2 separate regions of the Bos taurus genome follow, and region 2 is linked to region 1. A link is a contact called in public Hi-C data. All regions are on one chromosome and are shown on one strand. Each heading gives the region's core, a stretch centred on a gene start, on an enhancer-like site or on the middle of the called end of the contact. The rest is flanking DNA. Distances are from core to core; before and after follow the strand shown.

The links. A called contact is a pair of places that touch in the nucleus more often than the background predicts.
Region 2: a Hi-C map of liver shows a contact between it and region 1, with 9 times the contacts expected there. The contact joins two enhancer-like sites. A contact is called at or near these places in 2 of 11 Hi-C or Micro-C datasets (liver and skeletal muscle).

The regions. Positions count from the first base shown.
Region 1 is chr23:24,944,399-24,950,060 of ARS-UCD2.0, forward strand. The region is part of intron 1 of TRAM2 (translocation associated membrane protein 2); the gene reads right to left. Among named protein-coding and RNA genes, the nearest start is that of TRAM2, 11 kb to the right of the region's middle. Within about 2 kb of position 3,268, at least 24 of the 102 cell types and tissues checked have an H3K27ac peak or open chromatin away from gene starts, as enhancers often do. A contact at or near this core is called in liver, where this site is marked.
Region 2 is chr23:25,037,441-25,042,668 of ARS-UCD2.0, forward strand. No RefSeq gene overlaps it. Among named protein-coding and RNA genes, the nearest start is that of TMEM14A, 16 kb to the right of the region's middle. Within about 2 kb of position 1,866, at least 1 of the 102 cell types and tissues checked has an H3K27ac peak or open chromatin away from gene starts, as enhancers often do. A contact at or near this core is called in liver, where this site is marked.

The DNA.
Region 1 (5,662 bases), core at 2,018-4,517:
AATCACAGCTGAAAGATCGTCTATTTAGCTTCAGCGTGCTGGGAGGAAGGGCAAGGAGACTATATTTGGGCAAACCGTTGATGGGGGGTTCAGTGGAGTGCTGGCTTGGGTGGCAGTGCCCTTCTCCCACCCGCGCCTGCCCCCACCCAAGCCATGTGGCTCGAGCACTTGGCTCTGACACAAGCACATCCCTGAATCCTCCCTGGGGCTCCGAGGAGCAGAGGCAGCACCGCCACTCCAGGAAGTGATGCAGTGAGAAAACCAGCACGGAGCCAACAGGAAGCCAGGGAGCCCTGCAGCACGAGGTGGTAACGTGGCCCCCGCCCCAGCTGCAGAAGCCCCCCAGCGATCAAGCTCAGACAGAGCCCCTCACAACTCTGGCCACAAGGAACTGTGACCACTGGTTTTCCTATCCCTCCTCCACATGAGGCAGAGCACTCCACGTGAGTCTCAATCATCTCCAGGTCCCAGGCACCTTCAATCAGCAGGGGCTCAATAAATATTTGAGCTTCCCTGGTGACTCAACAGTAAAGAATCTGTCTGCCAATGCAGGAGACCTGGGTTTGACCCAGGTCAGGGAGATCCCAGATCGGGAAGATCCCCTGGAGGAGAAAATGGCAATCCACTCCAGTATTCTTGCCTGGGAGATCCCACGGACAGGAGAGCCTGGCAGGCTGCACAGTCCATGGGGTCTCAAGAGTCGGACACAACTGAGCAACTAAACAACAAATAAACAACAATGACAAATTTAAAAGAGTTCTGGTAATGGTTGTATAACAATGGGAATGTCCTTAATGCTACGGAACTGTACACTTAAATGGAAATATCAGGGTAGGGGGGTAAAAGGGCTATGGGATTATATGAAGTCATGTGTGTGAAACTTCTGAAAATTGTAAAGGACTATGGAATTTAAAGAATCTTCCATTCAATTTAAAAAATTAAAAATTGTAAATGGTAAGATACTAACTAGTATGTCATGTATAGTGAAAGTGAAGTCGCTCAGTCATGCCTGACTCTTTGCGACCCCATGGACTGTAGCCCACCAGGCTCCTCCATCCATGGGATTCTCCATGCAAGAACACTGGAATGGGTTGCCATATCCTTCTCCAGGGGATCTTCCCAACCCAGGGATCGAACCCAGGTCTCTTGCATTGCAGGCAGATGCTTTAACCTCTGAGCCACCAGGGAAACCCATGTTATGTATATTTTACCACAATTTTAAAAAAAATAACACATATCACAGAAAAATAACAGGTGGTGACACTCAGATGCTTCTAACACCCATTGTATGAAATGTGGCCTTGTGTGCATTGAATAATTTGAGTTTAACAAGTATGGGGTGGGTTTAATAAGGTAACAATTAACAGTGAACCATGATTTACTGAAACAAAATGTCACAGAGGTGGCAAACGGGACACTCAGTAGGCCCTTCCAGGTATCCTAAAGCAGGAAGAGTCAATAAACGTGTAAGGGGTCAGAGACAAAGCCCCACATCCATCCAAGAAACCAGACTCTTCCCCACATACTTTCAACCCCAGATCTGAGAGCTGGCACCCCACCGGTCACAGGAGTGCGAGCGGTCCACACACCTGTTTCACTCCCAGCTCTTTCTAACAGGACGGGAGGGTGGCAGTCTACAGAGCAGACCTGTGTGTGTGTGCCCAGTGGCTCTGCTGCGTCCAACTATGAGAGCCTGTGGACTGCAGCCTGCCAGGCTCCCTCTGTCCATGGGATTTCCCAGGCAAGAATACTGGAGCGGGTTGCCACTTTCCTAAGCCACTTCCTCCTCCAAGGGATCTTCCCCGACTCAGGGATCGAACCCTCATCTCCTGTGTCTCGGTAGACAGATTCTTGACCACTGAGCCACCAGGGAAGCCCGAGTAAACCTGTGGATGTTACTAAATCCTACTGGAAAGGGAGGGCCAGTAGATCTGAGATGTTCCTCTACTTTGGTAAGTTTATGTGGTGCATGAATCTCCAAGGAAGGGGGCCTGGTAGGAAGAGTTTCATGTACCCCTCTGACCCAGAAACTTCCAGCCTCCTGTCACCATGCCAGGGATTCCAACATCCTGGAACTCGAATCAGGAAATATCAGTGTGAGTAGATGGATTATTTAGAATATCCTGAGTGTATACCTGGCTCCCCAATTTACTAGCTGTGTGACCTCAGGCAAGTTATGTGAATTCCCTTGGCCTCAGTTTTCTTCTCTTTAAAATGGAGTCAGGACTCCGGCTCTGAAGTCAGACAGGTGGGCTGTCGATCCTGGCTCTGGCCTCTTGACCAATGGAAGCCTGGTTAGGCTCCCTGCTCTTTGCAGACCTCAGTTCCCTCGTCTGTACTATGGGAGCAACCACAGTATCCACCTACTAAGGGTGGCTTGGAGGGCGGGATAACGGGACCCAAGGAAGGTGCTCACAGCAGTGCTTGGCACAAGGTCAGCACTCAGCACACTTTGTCCTTTGACCCCACAAGCTGTAAAGTGCTACATGAACGTCAGCATCCTCTGAGGCTCCAGCCAAGTCCCACTCTTCTCTGACGAAACTTCCCTTGCTGGAATCTAAAAGCTTTCTCAATTCCAGGCTTACACAGTGGGTAAAACCACTGTATTCACCACAAGTATATTCAGCATTTAGTTATAAGCTGATATCTAGCACTATTTCCTACACTGATATCTAGTGATTCAGATAGAATTCTTATCTCAAGTTTTTTTCCAAAACAGAACTGAGAGGAGTTAGATGAATTTAAAAGCTACATACACCTACTGTTAGAAAAAAAAATTAAGGGAAAGATATAACACTGAAAACTAAAGTCTTCCATGAGCTACCTGGGGGAGAGACATAATTGATGTTGACAGTCTGCTATGATTTTTCCGGATTTTGCCTTTGCATATACACATGTTTTTTAGTATTATTAAAATGGACTCAAGCAATGGCTCCCTGTTTCCTAAGCCGAGGAGCAAATCCAAACGCTGGGTGTCCACGGCCCTGAGACCAGTGCAGACTCATCTTCCATAACTTCCTTCCTGAGCCACCTCCCCGACTTTGGCAACACAGAGCCACTTCCCACTCCCTAACCTCTCTGTCCCTTCCACACATCCTCTCTCTGCCTGGAACACCTACCTTCTCCCAGGTCCATCTGCCTGGCCAGCACCCCTCGGGCCTTGAGGCCCAGCACACGTATCTCGTGTTTACAGTGACTCACTCTGTACCTTTGCACACAAGAGCACCAAGGATACTGCCCCTCCCACAGGACTCCGGGCCTTGTGACAGCAGGACCTTCACCTTTCCATCTGTGACCCACTTGGCAGAGAGCGCACGCCCGGTCTGAGTCGGGCTGAATGAACAGATGAGAAAGGCCGAGGCTGGCAGTGAGGAGGCGTGAACTGTTAGAGGCTGCGAGAGTGTTCAGAGCAGGTGGTGCCGGTGCGACATGGGAGGTGACACAGGAGGTGACGTCTAGGGAGAAGCTAGAGTCAGTCAACAAAACGGGAGACAGGGGATGGGGGGGGGTGCATACACAAAGCAGGAGGCAGGCAAGAGGAATGTTCAGGAAGCACTAGGGTGGTTTGCGATGAGGGGTCAGGGCAGGAGCACGCTGAGCTTGGAGGACAAAGGCTGGTCAGACTCCAGGGGGACCTGGAATGCCACACTGGGCTCCTCAGACTTCAGGTGGGCACCACCAGAGGCCTGGAAGGGAGTGAGACCCAGACCCAGCTCTGAGCCAGACGACGTCCATGGAGAAGGGACCACAGAGGAGGCCAGACAGGAGGCCGAGGACCAAGCTGGGACTCACTGTAGCCATTCAGGGGGGAGACATCCAGGGTGTGAGCAAAGGTTGAGGAGCAGTAAGGGTGAGCAGGGATGCGGGGCAGCTCAGAAGGTCAAGCCGGTGGGACTAAGAGACCAGACGTGGGCCAGTGACCACAGGGGTCTGTTCCGACAGATGCACTTGCTTTACTTCCCTCTGCTGTAGACCACGTAAACTACAGGCAGTGGGGGCCAGGGCTGTTAAGATGACGGGTGATCACCAACGGGCCTCGGGAAGAAGACCCCCAAGGTTCCACCCGGGTTCGAGAGGTCAGACAAGGGCCCGATCCCCTCGTTTTGTCTCCAGGAGCCTGGCACCAGCACAGAGATGGCAGACACATGTCAAAGATGATGACTGACATCCATCAGCACCCACCGCCTGACGGACGGAGCGCAGACAGCCCCTTATGTACAGTGAGCGAAGCAACTTCGTGAACAAAATGAAGCTGTGCACAGGCCGAGCCTCTCTCCTCCCCTCCCCAGTCAACCCCCATCCCCCAACCCCAGGAAACCTCCCCAAAGGGCTCCCCCGCCCTCCGCCTCCTCTGACACTGGAACAAACCCTGCTTCCCTGGGTCAGGCTGCTGTACTTGAACATAAGCCCCTTCATGGCTTATGTAGCGAGAAAAAAAGGGGAGGGGGGGTGAAGATGTTCCATCTGTCTGAGGCCTGACTTCTTAAAAAATTAGAAATCGCGTTAGACACAAAACATACTGTCTGAGTAAGTCTGAAGGACACTTCAGTGATAAGGTCACACAAAGGCAGCAGCAGACAGTGGCTCAGAGCAACACTCGCGTTCAAGGGCAACTCTGCACCGGGGCAGCCAGGTCACAGCGGGTCCCACACAACCGCCTGGTCACAGTGTCTGCCACACTGGGTGGATAGAGAGAGTCTCTGAATGGACACCAGAAAGTTCAGATGTGGGGGGCCCAGGGAAAGTGGGGGGCCAGGGCATACTTCCCAGTTGGGGTGGAGACTGAAATTTTATTAGGAGGTAGGAGGAGATCTCCTGGGGAGTCCCTGCCACAGCCTTCTGATCAGACTCCTCACCTCCAACCTCACCCCCCAGGGATCAGCAGAGCAGAGGACGGAGTCTCAGGTCACTGCCCTCCCAAAGCTCTTCAAAGGCCCCCAGTACCTCCAGGAGAAAGTCTCAGGCTGGCAGCCACCACCTACCTGCCCACGGTTGTCTATCTGCCCAGCCACTGCTCCATCTGAACTTGTTCTTTCTCCTGTAACCTTGGATCACATACCCACGCTTCCTATAACTGTACGTGAAGTGAGTGCAGGCAAGGACCTGAGTGACTACCCAGTGTGGCGGTCACAGGACAGGGCACAGGGCTGACCTCCCCGGACACCCTGTTCCCAGCTGCATTCCAAATGCCGAGGGAGCCGCAAAGGGGAGCCCCACAAGTCAAGACGTCTCTCCAACACCTCCTGAGAGCAACATGAACAACAGGGCATATGCACTCAGCTGATGCCCTGCACCCAGCCACCCTCTAAGCGCTGTGGCTGTATCAACATTTCATCTTTTGTGTTGCTGTTTCTAATCCTCCCAACGACTCTCAGACATAGTGTTACCCCCATTTTCCAGATGAGGAAGCTGAGGCACGGAGCGATGAAATCATCTACAGAGACGATGCTGCTAGGACAGGGAAAACCAGGATTCAGACTCAGGCCATGTGGCCCCAGGCCCATGACCTCAGCCCCATAATTCATGCCTCTGACAGTCCTTAACAGAACCACACCTTAAAGACCCCCCATTTCACATTACTACACAAACAAAACCCACAAAAACCAAATTCTCAGAAAGCTACACGGAGACCAGCATGTCCAACAGAACTTTCTCGAAATGT
Region 2 (5,228 bases), core at 616-3,115, 92 kb after region 1:
CAGGGGCTTGGAGCCGCGACTCTTGTGCATCCTGCCCCCACTGTGTCTGGCTTGGGATCCCCACTGCTCACCCCTATGTCCCCTGGTGCCACAGCCCCTGTCACCTCCCTCTTCCTGTGTTGTGATCTGCTAGCTCCCTCCACACCTGATGTGGGCCTGGGCACAGGTGCAGGCACTGGGGGTGGCAGGGCTGGGTATGCCCACCCCATGGCATTTGAGGGTGGGATTCAAGGAAGCTGCCTTTTGGTCCCAGGCTGAGGGTACCAATCTGGTGGAGTTTCTTGCCCACTCATCCAGAGACTGAGTGTGCAGTGTGTACCAGCATGAAGGTTGCCATCCCTTGGGGATCGGCTGTCTGCTGTGGACAGGCGCTGTGGGCCCTCGGGAAGGGGCACTGACTTTCCCAACCCTGCCCAGCTTGGTGTTTTCATTTTGCATGGATTCTGGCAAGTAATGTAGCTGACCTGAACATGGGGCCTGCCACAGCCCACCAAAACCTCTGCACCCAAGAATAGCAGAGATGTAATAAAGAGATGAAACAGCAGAGAGGAAATGAAGCACATAGATAGCCCCACGGAGGCTCCTGCTTTCCCAGCACCATGCGCGATAGAAGACCTTTGTGCTCCAAGCAGTAAAGGGTTGAGCTGAAAGCAAGCTGGAACTGGGGGCCTTGGGTCAGGGATGACTTAGCACTGACCTGCACAGTGCAAAGGCCAGGTGAGAGCAGGCATCCACTGCGGGATACCAGCGTGGATAGACTGTGGCCCAGACGAGGCAGATCTGTACCCGTGTGTAAACCCACTTGGACAGATTAAACTCCTACCATCATATTAAATGGAGGTTTGAAGTAGAAAGTAAGTTTGTTTACAGACAAAGAATCCTCAAGGTCTTTCCTCAATTTATGACTTGCGGTTCATACCTGACACACTATCATCCCCAAAATGGGAAAAGGAGGTTGTAGAGGCATAGAATAAGAATGTGCAAGAAAAGGCATCATCCCGCAGATTGGGAGCTGAGAGCCTGGTCAGCCTGGCAACCAGCCTGAACCACTGTTCAGAGGGCCTAAATAGAGAACTCTGGATGTCACCCACAAGAGACAAATTACCCAGGCTCGTGTAACATCAGGACTAAGGCTGGTCAGAGGAAGCCACCCTAAGAAGCGGTGCCATGGCCCATTCAGAAACTCACTTATAAAAGAGTTGTTTAAACTGTTCATTAAAATATTTTGTTCTATCATGGATATGTTTCTTTTGCATTTTGTTTGGGAGAACACTTTTCTTAAAGTAACTTCACTAAAGCAGTTTAGGAATAAAACAAAAAAAAAAATGTTGGTTGCTAGGGGCACTGTCCCCGTGAAGGGTAAGATCAGTACTTGATGAAAGTGAGCAGGAGCTGAGTTAGAAAGACTGGAAGGAGCAAAGTATCAGGCAATACCTCAGCCTGATATTTTTACTGAAAAATCATTTTAAGATGTTTTTCTTTTTACCTACTTTTTCTGTAACAAGCATGCTGTCCTTGTGCATTTTTACAAGAGGGGTAAAACCTCTAAAAACAAGAGGAAACTGGAGGGACTCACAATACCTGTGGTGAAGGCTAATTTATGATTAGCCTTTCTCTGCATTTTGGAGGAGAGGAGGAATAAAGGCAGAAAAATCCCCAACATAGACTATCTGTCACATTCTGTTTTCATTAGCTGGATCCAGATGTAACTGAAAGAACAAAACATTCCCAGGGAGCAGCCGGAAAGATGTGGCAGCAGGGTGGTCCCCCACGGGGCCTGGGTCTTCAAAGGTAGAAAGTCCACCTGCAGGAGCCCTTCTCAAGTTGTCAACTTGGATTAGACGGCAGCTGACCCAGAGGACGCACCCCAGCAGGTTGCTGGGCTTTCGAGATTGCAGGGTGGGGGCAGGGAGTGGATTCTGTGGCCAGACTAGACCCATGTTTGTAAAACTTCTTACATAATCAAGTATGTTCCAGGTTGCAGCAAATGAGACAAAACTCAGATAAAACCCAAACCACTGCATCCAAAGTGCACGGATGGTTCCCTGGGGTTCCCTGGAACTGGATCTGACTTAGGGAGGGTTTCAACTTCTCCAGTTGGTGCCAAATCTACCATAAGAGAGAACTCCCGATACGGATGCAACTCAAACCTGTGATAAACTAGGACAGAAAAAGCCATTCAAAAAGCTGAAGCAGCTACACAGAACAAAAAGGAAGCAGAGACAAGCAGACTCAGAGAAAAATGGCATTTGATCACTCAGAGCAGATTACTGACTTATTCTTATGGAATCAGAGTGGAAAAAGGTTCTTCAGAAGGGGGTCAAGGCCCCCGTCCCATTTGAAAGAACATGCACCCTACTTGGCTGGGTGCCCTTCTTCACCGGTGTGGCCTCTATGTAAAGAGAATTGGACCCTGGTTCTCAGAAGCTTGTGTTTCCTCTCTGTCAGGGAGCCTGTTTAGCTCATGATGGGAATTTTGTCTTCAGCAGCATTGGTTTTCAAAATTCCTCACATGGACACAAAATTAAAAGGGAAGTGGAGTCCCTTTGGGATGTTTTATCTCATGAATCATCCGTCCCTTCCTGACTCTCCTGGGAATCCCATCCACACACAGAGGTCCCATTGACTCCTGTGGTCCCTGTCAAAGCCAACTTCAAGAATGGAAAAGATCAGCCCTCGTTGATTTCACGTTGGACTCACCAGCTAAATTCTATTGCTGGCAATGGTCAGATCAGCCTAGGATTAAAGAGACAGAAATACAAGAGCCTGCTATTCAAGTACTTGGGGGTTTCTAGCATTTGGACTGTAAATAGATCCAATAATTTATATGCAGACAGATGAATGGGCAATAGAGCTCTGTAGAGCTGTTGTTGTTGTTTTTAAACCTACTCTTTAGCCTGTTTGGGTAGTAACTAGGCTGTAAACACATGCAACTAAAGAAAGCCCTTTGTCAATTTTGATTTTTCTTTTAATATTAGAACAAGTAACAGAGTTTAAGGAAGTTCGTTGAAATCTGTGCAGTCCAAATCCTTTCCAGGGACACAGCAACTTCAGTTTTTAAAACACTTATCTGATTTAAATATTCAACAAGAAAAAGTATTTTTCATAAACAGGCTAGAACTGTTCTGTATACCTCACACTCCCAGGAAGAGGAGAGAGAGAACTGACTGATGGTCATCAGAAATTTTTTCTTTGGAAACATGAGTATTTCTGTGTTATTCATAAGTAACTGATTTGTACCCTCATTCATTCATCCATTCACTTTGTTCATTCACTGGACATCTGGTAAGTCCCTTCTTGTGCTAGGCCTAGGCGAAATTAGATAGATTCCAGTTCTATGTAAGATGGGGTAGGTAGCCTCGTGTCTCCCACTGAACGCAGCTATAAAACCTGGACAGAATACATGGAGCAAGTATTCACCATGAAAAGCAAATAGCATTAGGTTGACTGGAGAAAAGACCAAAATTTGAAATACCACTGAAGGTAGTGAACCTGACATTTTTTTCCCACTAATATGCCCTGGCCTGGTCTCAAGGCAGCCTCAGACCTGGAGGGGAGCCTTGGCAAGGGTGAGAAATGAAGGCTCCAGGAAATGCCATTTAAATTCTCTGACATGAGGAATGGCAAAGGGCTTCCTGACATTCAGAGAGAACAGAGAAAATTCCCCACTTTTCTTTTTCCTTCCTTTGCTTTTCCTTAATCTCTCACATGATCCAGCCTGCAACAGCCCACAGGCACCTAAAAACTCCGAGGGAGAGGAGTTCTCCTCTCTGACTGGAAGAAGCGGCCCAAGAGAATAGCACAAATCCTATTACTTTTTTTCTACCTTCCAGTCCTTACAATGATGGATCTGATTCTTTTTCTGAAGTTCGAATGCTCATAGCTCTCACGCCTCACCATACCCTCTTCCCTTTCTGCCCCACATCTGGGCAAAACTGATAGAAAGCTCAGATACTCCTTTGTAACTAGCGGGCAGTTCACACTATGGAGCTCCAGCTCCCAAGAACTCACCCCAGCATCAGACTCCAGCATCACAAACACCAAGCCAGTCTCCTCACCTGGTTCTTGCAAACCATTTTCAGGCCAGCCTGAGAGCTCTCCCTGCTCTCTCCACAATGTATTAACCTTTTTCATGTCTCCTAGTTGCATCTAGCTGCATGTGTGGTATCACTGATCTTAATACCCAAAACAGAAAAATTGGGGATGGGGTTCTATCTCACTTGCACTGTGACCCTAACAGCTCCAGACATGGGTGCAGTTATGGGAAACACACAGCAGACAAGGGTCAAAAAGGGACACTCCAGGGAATCAGAGAGCTCCAGGGAGATCTCAGAAGATATCAGAGAGGAGGCAGACGAAGCGCTGCTCAAGTTGTTTAAAAATCTGGGCTTATTCTCCAGCTGTGTATGTGTGGATCTGACCCTGAAGAGTCAGTGAGGCACTGAGAAACCTACCACGCGTGAGATCACCGCCCATGCTAAGATTGGCCACTAGGTGGCGTACACACTGGATCAGAAGAGCGCCGCAAAGGCTTTGAAAACAGAACCAATATTGAAAACACCATCCACAGCAAGTTGGTCAGACCTTGCAGACTGAAACCAGCTAAGTTGATTGCCTGCTAAAACAGAAATGGCAACATTTTACAGGATTCAAACAAGGCTCAGAGTCTTATAATATCATTTCAAAATGTCCAGGATACCATTATTCAGATTATTCAGCATATCAAGAACCAGGAAAATCTTAACTCAAAAAATATATATAATTGTCAAACTCCATAAACTGTATACATAAAGTCAGACTTGCTGAATGTCAAAAAATTTTTAATTATTACAATGCAAAAAATTTTAATAATGTCATTTGTCTACAAGAAGCTCACAATCTAGGGTTGGAAATAGAATAAAAAAATGGATAATGACATAACCTTTACCACCTATGACTTTTTTTTTTGTTTTTGTTCAGTCACTAAGTTGTGTCCAACTCTTTGCAACGCCATGAACTGCAGCACGCCGGGCTTCCCTGTCCTTCACTATCTCCTGGAGTTTGCTCAAATTCATGTCCATTGAGTTGGTGCTGCCATCCAACCATCTCATCCTCTGTCGCCCCCTTCTTCTCCTGCCCTCAATCTTTCCCAACATCAGGGTCTTTTCCGATGAGTCGGCTCTTCATATCAGGTGGCCACAATATTGGCGCTTCAGCTTCAGCACCAGTCCTTCCAGTGAATATTCAGG